Linked DNA regions of Mus musculus: all the other regions are linked to region 2. The links are chromatin contacts, called in public HiChIP or PLAC-seq and Micro-C maps. All regions are on one chromosome and are shown on one strand. Each heading gives the region's core, a stretch centred on a gene start, on an enhancer-like site or on the middle of the called end of the contact. The rest is flanking DNA. Distances are from core to core; before and after follow the strand shown. Region 1 has its middle 48 kb from the start of Krr1. Region 2 has its middle 12 kb from the start of Gm30624. Region 3 has its middle 29 kb from the start of Gm30193.

Region 1 (2,700 bases), core at 115-2,614, 250 kb before region 2:
CCTCTGGCTCTTACGATCTCTCTGTCTCATCTGTGGCATACATCTTTGAGCCTTGAGCGCTCTCATCCCTTCTTACTGTCTTTTGCTTTAACACTAGCTCCCAAGACTTGTGAGAAGCTACAATCTATTTCTTCTCATCTATTCCGTGTTTCAGCTCAGTGAGACTGTTAGGTAAAGGCCCCCATGCTGTCAGGAACTCACATTCTAAGTGTTATCTTAACACACATGACGAACAGGGTCAGCATCCTTGCAGAAAGGGCATGAACAAGCGATGGGAAGGCATTTAAAGATACCCAGTCGAAAAACGTGAAATTTTCCCCGCTAGGGGGCAGTGCTCGAAAGAATAACAGTCTTTACACTTGCAGTTAGGCGGGACAGAGAACAATGACCTCCTTGTTATTTCCTACCCCACATGCCGAGCACATAAAGATTTTATTTCTTTGGAGAAAAGAGGGGCAAAAGACATTTTCTCTGACTTGAGGCAGAATTCACTGACGGTGCTTTCTTCGCTTGCTAAGCTCAGAGCAAGAGATGCTGGTAGCACTTAATATTCAGAATCACTAAAGCATACATTAAAGAAAGTGTGCCTATAAAAACGAAATCTTTCTGTAGTAAACTTTTAAGGAGAAGGTATTTGTCAAATTAATGACGACGGATCAGGAAAAAACTGGTTGCTCTGGTTTGAAAAATCACTAAAATTTGCTACGGTGAATAACTTACTTAATAAATAACCTTTTTTCCTCCCTTTGTGTGCGTAACAGTCACACATGCTGTATCGTTCAGAAACAAAGGCATTATCTATGCAATAAAATGAAGGAGTTAAATGTTGCTCTTTGAAGAAGGAAAGGAATATTGGATGAAGTGGTTCAAGGTGTTACTGAAGATAGAGTGTAAAGACTATGAGCGCATTGTATACCTGCTTCAGTCTCCAACGGGAACAGCATGAATTCCACCAAAGTGGAGACATTGTTTCTTTAAACCCTAATTACAGCCCACAGACCAGGGAGCAGGAGGGATTAGTTGAGCATTCCTGCCTTTCATGGGAAACCAGAGAGGGTAGGCGAGAAAAAGATCACAGAAAGAGTTTTCCCAAGAATGCCAGATTCAAACCTCCTCACTTTTTGGAAAGCCAACCAACGGACTTCAATAACCATCATGGAGGTGTCCAGGACAGGAACGCACTGGAGAAGCTAGCACAGCACTGGGTGCTATAGAGTGCTGTAAACCTTGATCTTTAGCTCATCTTAATAATAAGCAGCATGGGGATACATCGAATGGGGAAGCCAGTCCAAAGGAAGGATGTGTCTTCTACCCCAACTCAGTAAAACAGGTCCCCTTGCTAAAAAAAAAAAAAAGCATGCTAATTGGGAAGTCCCGGCCTTACTATCAACTCCCCTAGTCAGAGGGTAACATCAGAGGGGAGAAGTTGTTGTGATTCCTACCCACTCACTTCTGCCTTTGTCCTGGAAGGACAGAGTAGGAAGCAAGCCTACTGCAAACAAACAAACAAACAAACAAGCAAACAAGCATATAAATGTTTCATAGAAGATCAAACTTTGTCTTCCCAGCCATCCGTAGCTGTGTGACCCTGCATGGCCCTGCCCAGGACTGTCATGTGGCACACACAGTTCTTTTTGCAGAAGGAGATAACAGATACGCTCACATCACAGGATCAATGGGCAGGAAATAAGGGCAGAGGCAACTCAGCCGCTCTTCACAGAGCTTCTTCTGTTATGAGTCCCTCATGATCTCACAGGCTTGACTGACTTCAAAGGAGTAGGCTGTCATGGGGACTATGTAAAAACTTAGTCAAAGATACTAGAGATCCAACTATTCATGTTCTCAAGGGTCTTAAACTTTTCAAACCTTCAGTTTTTGTTCAGCACTTAAAAAAAAAAAAAGAGGAACTTTTCCCCATTTCAGGAGTGTACAAGCTGCAGTTGTAAAATATATGACTGCATGAGACCATAGTGACCTTTCTAGAACCCCTCCCAATCTTCTACACCCCCATCCCCACCCTGAGCAGCTAAGAAAATAGCACTCCCTGCCCCTGCTGAGAACTACAAATACAAGATTAAGATCAGGCATAAAGATGAAGTGACTTTAAAAACCAGTGTGTTATCCAGTGAGAGCGGCTTATTAAAGAATTCTAAACTGTATAGCTGTTCATAAATATACTCCCAAGAAATATTGAAGCTCTGACACCAAAAGTAATAAAACTACGTACACAAATACTATTCATTATGTGTAGTCACAGAGCAACCAGCTTATTTCTGGTCTTATCAGCGTCAACGTGGCAATAAAGTGTCTCCTTGTACTTCTGACTTCCTTATTAAAATGCACTAAATTTGTTTTTTTTATACATAGGGAGATAAGGTTATTAATTACACAAGCTCCTTATCAGCAAAATGTAAAATAGCAGGAGACACTAAGAAGGAAAAGAAACATTGAGAGGAAAGAAATTTAGGGTACAAGAAACCTTACAGGGTGAATGTGGAAGCCATATATATGAGACTTAATTTTTTCAATTAAAACATTTCATTGGCAAGTATTTGTAATTGGAAGAAAAACAATAAAAAGGCAATTAATGAAAAAGAATATACACATGTACGTGTGTGATTTACTGATTAACGTTAAAAGCATAAATTGTTGTCTCCCAGTGCTAAGACCTTTACAAATCTTAAGAGATACGCTCGCTCA
Region 2 (2,700 bases), core at 201-2,700:
GACTATACCTGCGAATTATGTGAATGAATCTTTTCTGAACTAGCGTGCTTCCCTCCAGCTACCTCTCTTCAGCAGGCTGAGCTAGAGGGCTGGAGGTCAGGATGTGGCCCAGTCTCCTGTTGTAGAAATACCCGCAGGGTGATATATGCGTGTTCATTACACACCTACCGTTTGCCAGGCACCTAGGAACAGAGCCTCTCCGTGAGCTTCCCTTCACTTCATGAAGAAATGTCGTAGAGTGTATAACCTAGTCTGTAATGTCGACGAGTGGTGTGAGGAGACATGGGAGTGGATGATGGGAAAGGCCTATAATTAAGAGCTGAGGGTTGAGAGGGGGCAGCAACAGAAGCTCTAGAGAGGGGGGGCAGGAGCAAGAGGAGAAGAGAAAGGAGCAAGAGCTCTAGAGAGCAAGAGAGGGAGAGGAGGGGGCAAGCAGCCCCTTTTATAGTGAGGCAGGCACATCTGGCTGTGGTCCGGTAACTGTGGGGCAGAGCCTAGACTAAATGCCAGCACTGGGTATTTGAAGTCGTGTGAGCATTGTAAATGACCTGGAATTTTATTCTTGGTCAATGGGATGTCATTCAAAGACAGGACTAAGAAAATGGCTTTCAACAATGTTCATGGGGTCACTCTTGGGACGATGAAAAGACCACAGTGAGAAAAGAGGGTACCCAGTGAGGCCACTGGCCAGCACTACAAGATGAAAGGGGCACAATTGCCCTACTGGGGCCATGTTCAGTCTGAGATGTCTGTTAGACATCTAGGAGGAAAGGTTAATGACATAATTGAAAATGCGAGTCTGGTTTGAATTAAAAAACAAAAACAAAAAACAAATGCTGGACTAGGAGTATAGATTTTTAGCATTTGGGGGACCTGGCAAACTCAGGGAAGGGGCATTCAAAGGAAAGAAAGAAAACTGTGTAGAAAATCCACCATTCACAGCCTCACAAAGAGAAGCCTGAAAAAGAGACAAACTGGGGTGGGGGTGGGGTGGGAGTTCTGCATGATATAGAGGAAGCCCAGATAAGACTGTTACAACAGGAAACTGACCAACTCTGCCAAACTCTGCTAAAGGAGAGAGTAACCAAACACTGGTTGGTCAGTGCCTAATCTCAATTCCCCTATAGGATCCATTGCAGTGGGTTGGATGGGTTGGGGGACGCAGATAATCGAACTCTAAAGTTGCTCCCCACCTTTTGCTTTTATGACTTGACACAGCTATAAGTATCCCTTCTACACTGTCCCTTATACATCCCTAAGGACACCATTCTGACGTCCTCAATTCCTCCACCACTATTTCAAAACAAATATAGATTTTACTGGAAGAAAAAGTAAATAAAATGAAATGAGTCAACCCACTGAATCTCTCCCCAGGCCCTAAAGGCTCAGGAACAACTTCGCTAAGTGCCCTTGGGATGCCTTGCTGGAGTCAAGTGTTTACAGTAGAGTCTCCAGTTTCACTCTGAATGACCTCACTCAATAGAGCGAAGCCCGGCAGATCCGGTTTGACAGCCTCTCTCCAACTCAGCTCTAATCAGCCAAGGATCAGATCTGCTGTCACCCCATTCTTCAGGATGAATCAGCTTTTCAAGTGGAAGGGAAGGAGAATCAGTCTGTTAAGTCAAAGTTACCCGAGCTGCCCGTCTATTCATGAGAAGCTAGGGAGATTGTAAAAGGCCTCTGTTAGTTTCACATCTCAGAGAAAGAAGAAAATTAGTCTTCATCCGCTGAGGTTGGCAGAACAGAACCCATGAACTGGGTATTTCACAAGTGACAGCAATTTCCTCCCCACAGTTCTTAAAGTCCCAGTTCTTAAAGCCCAGTGACAGCAGAGTCACTGTCTTTTGAAGGAGTATTTCCTGATTCATAGAGGGCACTTTCTCACTGGGCCTTCATAGGACATGACTGCAAATGCCCACCTTTGGGTATCATCAGGAGGGGCTGCACCCCACACACGGAAGGAGAAAGTCACCTCTCCCACAGCCCCGTGATGCAAAGTCATGGCGTTGCTGATTTTGCTTCCACACAGAATTTGAGAGAACCCAAACGTTCAGACCGCAGTGGCGTGTTTACATGCACAGACAGGCATGCATATAAACACATATAAACTCATTTCCTTTTTAATCTTCTGGTTCAATGATAATCTCTTATGTGTGGAAGAGGGCACTTTTGCTTCCCAGACAGCAGCTGTCATGACGGAGACACTGCAGGCATCTCGGGTGGATGGGGAGGCCAGGATGCCACCAAAAAAAGCCCGCACAATGGACAGAACATCTCCCCACAGAAAAATCTGACCCAAAACGTCAAGAAGTTCAAGTAGAGAAACCCGGAAGTCATGACGGAAGGGCAGGAGCATCAACAGAATCTGCTTAGTCTTCAACAGCGTGGCATCTTTATTGGCCTGGTGTGTTCTAATGAATCTATGCTGTAATCTGATAATATACGATCTAATGAATCTATACTGTAACCTCTGAATGAAAATTCAGAACTGTGAACTGGAATCACAGGTGGTGATGTATGTCGCTAATATACACATCTGCCCTTGCTGAGGCCACAGAAAATCATTTTCTAAATGGATAATGTCAACCTTATATACACCAGTCCTTTTCAAACTTTGCTCAGATCTCATTAAATGGAGAAATCTGCCTCACCTTGTGGACACTCAGTTTTCTCTTCTCGAATTTACATGATCCCTTGCTT
Region 3 (2,700 bases), core at 87-2,586, 130 kb after region 2:
GCATGCTTGGACCACTGCAGTGTCAGGCTTGGACCACTGCAGTGTCAGGCTTGGACCACTGCAGTGTCAGGTTTGGACCACTGCATTGGCATGCTTGGACCACTGCAAGTGTCTTGCTTACTTCACCTCCACAGTGTTATCATTCTAAATGTATGTTTTAGCAGAAGTGCTCTTAGTTCACGACTGGAGACATGGGTTAGCAGTTCTGTGCAATTCTGAGAAGAAGAAAGACTACTACACACACACAGAGCTAGCCCCGTGTCCCCTGTGGTCATTACTTAACACAAATGAATTACACGGTGCCATGTGCAGAAGATAAAGGTGATACTGCCCTGAAAGTAATTAACCAGCACACAGACATAATCACAAAAGCAAGGGAGTGGCTACCACAGATAGGGGTACCCCAAGGAGTGGCAAGGGCGTTGTCTGGAAGGCAAACAAAGGAGGGGCTTCTGGGCTGGACCTGTTTCATTTCTTGATGGAGGGTGTTTGGTTGATAATTATTTCTTATACTGTGCACTTAGTTTTCTGTTTGTATATAAAGGCAAAAACAAAACAGTGACCTCCCTTCATTGAGGAAACAACACCTTGATAGGGACCTCAGTGTGAAGTACAATTGTCATCTTCCTTAGCTGATGTCTGCTGTCGCCATATGCTGTCCTTCTGGAAGGCGGATTTTTTTTTTCTTGAGGATCCATGACTACACTTCTCTGAATAGTTTAGTCTAAATGACATGAGAGCATATTTTTATTTTGTGTGTGTATATGTATATGTGTTCATGTTCATGTGTCTCCATATGTGCACATGTGTCAAAGCCAAGTCATCTTCATGAGTCATTCCTCACACGCATTCCACCATATTGTTGCTGTTTTCTAGCATTTATTTTATTTTTTTTATGTTTTGTTTTGTTTTTTGTTTTTGAGACAGGCTTCTCTGTATAATCCTGACTGTCCTGGAACTTGATCTATAGGCCATGCTAGCCTTGGATTCAGAGATCCATCTGCCTCTGCCTCTGTCCCCTATCCCAATTGCTGGGATTAAAAGCATACACCACCAATGCCCGGTGATTTTTAGTTATGTGGGCGTGTATCTCTGTGTGGGTATGTTCATATGTAGGTAGGTACCTAGAGAGACCAGGCTAGGGTGTCAGATAATCTCTAACTGAAGTTACAGTCAATTATGAGCCATCCCAGGTCAGTGCTCGGAACTGAACTTACATCATCTGCAAGAGAAGTACTTACTCAGAACCACTCAGCTGTCTCTCCAGCCCCATCCTGTTTTATGAGACCAAGTTTTTCATTGGCCTGTAGTTTACAGATTAGAGTAGGCTGGTTGGCCAGCAACCCCAGGGAATCTCTCTTTCTCTATCTCTTGGCACTGAGATTACAAGTATCAGCCAGGCAGCACATCTAGCCTTTTGTTTGTTTGTTTTTGTTTTTAGAGACAGGGTTTCTCTGTATAGTCCTGGCTGTCCTGGAACTCACGTTGGAGATCAGGCTGGCCTTGAACTCGGAGATCCAGCTCTCTGCCTCCCGAGAGCTGGGATCAAAGGCGTGCATCTCCACCATCACCCAAACCACATCTGGCTTTTTCATGTAGGTTCTGGGGATTTGAACCCAAGCCATCATACTTATGCAACATGCACTTAACCCACTGAGCTATTCCTCTAGCCCCTGGAAAATGTATTAATATAAGAGCACATTTGAGGTCTATTTTAAGTGTCTGCCAATTCTGGAGTCAGAATTCAAGGAGACCACAAAAGATGATAATGTTATCCAAGCAAACAGGACAAAGAAAGAGGGCACAGATGGGCTTATAACACCACAGGAGGAAAATACAAAAATTGTAAGGGCTCTTAAGAACTCTGTTCTTCTAACGGAGAGGGGGCATAGCAGCGCCTTGGGGTTCATGTAAAGGAGCCCCCACCCCAGTCCCATACTTGGCATCCGAGTGACTCATCCAGAAAGCTATCCACTGCGTGCAGCAAAGAGGAAATGAATCATAGGAGTTTCTGACCTTTGCCCTTGTCATTCTTCATGGCAGTGGGGGCTGGGAGGGGGAACCACCCACAGACCGGCTCACAGTGCTGGAGAAGAGGCAGGTCAAACAAGGCACACACAGAAATGATGCAAATGCATTGGCTGGGAGAGCTGGAGACTCGGGTCAGGAGAGACAAGCTCAGCAAATACAGACAGTCATTCTATGATACAGAGAGCAGAGCCTATGCGTTGGCACGGATGGCAGTTAGCAGTGCCCAGTGGTGTCTTGTGCAGTCATGTGAACTTCTCACACTCCTAGCCGGGGTGGGAATGGGGGCAGCACAGAGGAGAACCATGACCTTTGAATTCCCATCTTACATCTGGCATTTAGAGAATTTGCTTGGCTTGCTTAGAGGAAGTCCACTGAGCTCCCGCCAGTGTGCAAGTGGGAAGGCATCTGTGATTCAGAGATTCAAAAGATGGAATCCCAGAGCCTTGCCTCGGGAAAGGCAGTGAGCTTCCAGTACCAGGCTGGCGCATCAATGGCATCTCAAGAGGAATCGAACACGTGTAGGGGTGGTTGAAGTTTGAAATAAAAGCAGAATGGGGTCCTTCCCCGATGCTAATAGGAAAGCAAAATACAGTTCTCTCAAAGAACATAGACAGAGCCAAGAGTAAAAGGGCAGTGAAGGCCACAAGGCAGAGCTTTAAATTGCCATCT

The links. Hi-C and Micro-C count contacts between places; a contact is called where the count stands out from the background. HiChIP or PLAC-seq counts read pairs in DNA pulled down with a chosen protein or histone mark.
Region 1: a contact with region 2 is called in a Micro-C map of the G1E-ER4 cell line, with 4 times the contacts expected there. The contact joins two enhancer-like sites. A contact is called at or near these places in 1 of 39 promoter capture datasets (embryonic stem cells), 3 of 15 datasets of contacts at CTCF or cohesin (the G1E-ER4 cell line, the NIH/3T3 cell line and large pre-B cells), 38 of 484 Hi-C or Micro-C datasets (the AML12 cell line, the G1E-ER4 cell line, the HL-1 cell line and 19 more), 12 of 115 datasets of contacts at active chromatin or transcription factors (the NIH/3T3 cell line, T-cell acute lymphoblastic leukemia, astrocytes and 7 more) and 1 of 9 other capture datasets (embryonic stem cells).
Region 3: an HNF4G HiChIP or PLAC-seq map of pancreatic cancer cells shows a contact between it and region 2. The contact joins two enhancer-like sites. A contact is called at or near these places in 1 of 15 datasets of contacts at CTCF or cohesin (the NIH/3T3 cell line), 3 of 484 Hi-C or Micro-C datasets (the N1E-115 cell line, nephron progenitors and uterus) and 3 of 115 datasets of contacts at active chromatin or transcription factors (extraembryonic endoderm stem cells, pancreatic cancer cells and trophoblast stem cells).

What each region holds. Positions count from the first base shown.
Region 1 is chr10:111,923,310-111,926,009 of GRCm38.p6, reverse strand. No RefSeq gene overlaps it. Among named protein-coding and RNA genes, the nearest start is that of Krr1, 48 kb to the left of the region's middle. Within about 2 kb of position 1,364, at least 60 of the 459 cell types and tissues checked have an H3K27ac peak or open chromatin away from gene starts, as enhancers often do. A contact at or near this core is called in the G1E-ER4 cell line, the NIH/3T3 cell line, neural stem cells and 1 more, where this site is marked.
Region 2 is chr10:111,671,746-111,674,445 of GRCm38.p6, reverse strand. No RefSeq gene overlaps it. Among named protein-coding and RNA genes, the nearest start is that of Gm30624, 12 kb to the left of the region's middle. Within about 2 kb of position 1,450, at least 155 of the 459 cell types and tissues checked have an H3K27ac peak or open chromatin away from gene starts, as enhancers often do. A contact at or near this core is called in the G1E-ER4 cell line, the N1E-115 cell line, the NIH/3T3 cell line and 4 more, where this site is marked.
Region 3 is chr10:111,543,482-111,546,181 of GRCm38.p6, reverse strand. No RefSeq gene overlaps it. Among named protein-coding and RNA genes, the nearest start is that of Gm30193, 29 kb to the left of the region's middle. Within about 2 kb of position 1,336, at least 144 of the 459 cell types and tissues checked have an H3K27ac peak or open chromatin away from gene starts, as enhancers often do. A contact at or near this core is called in the N1E-115 cell line, the NIH/3T3 cell line, pancreatic cancer cells and 2 more, where this site is marked.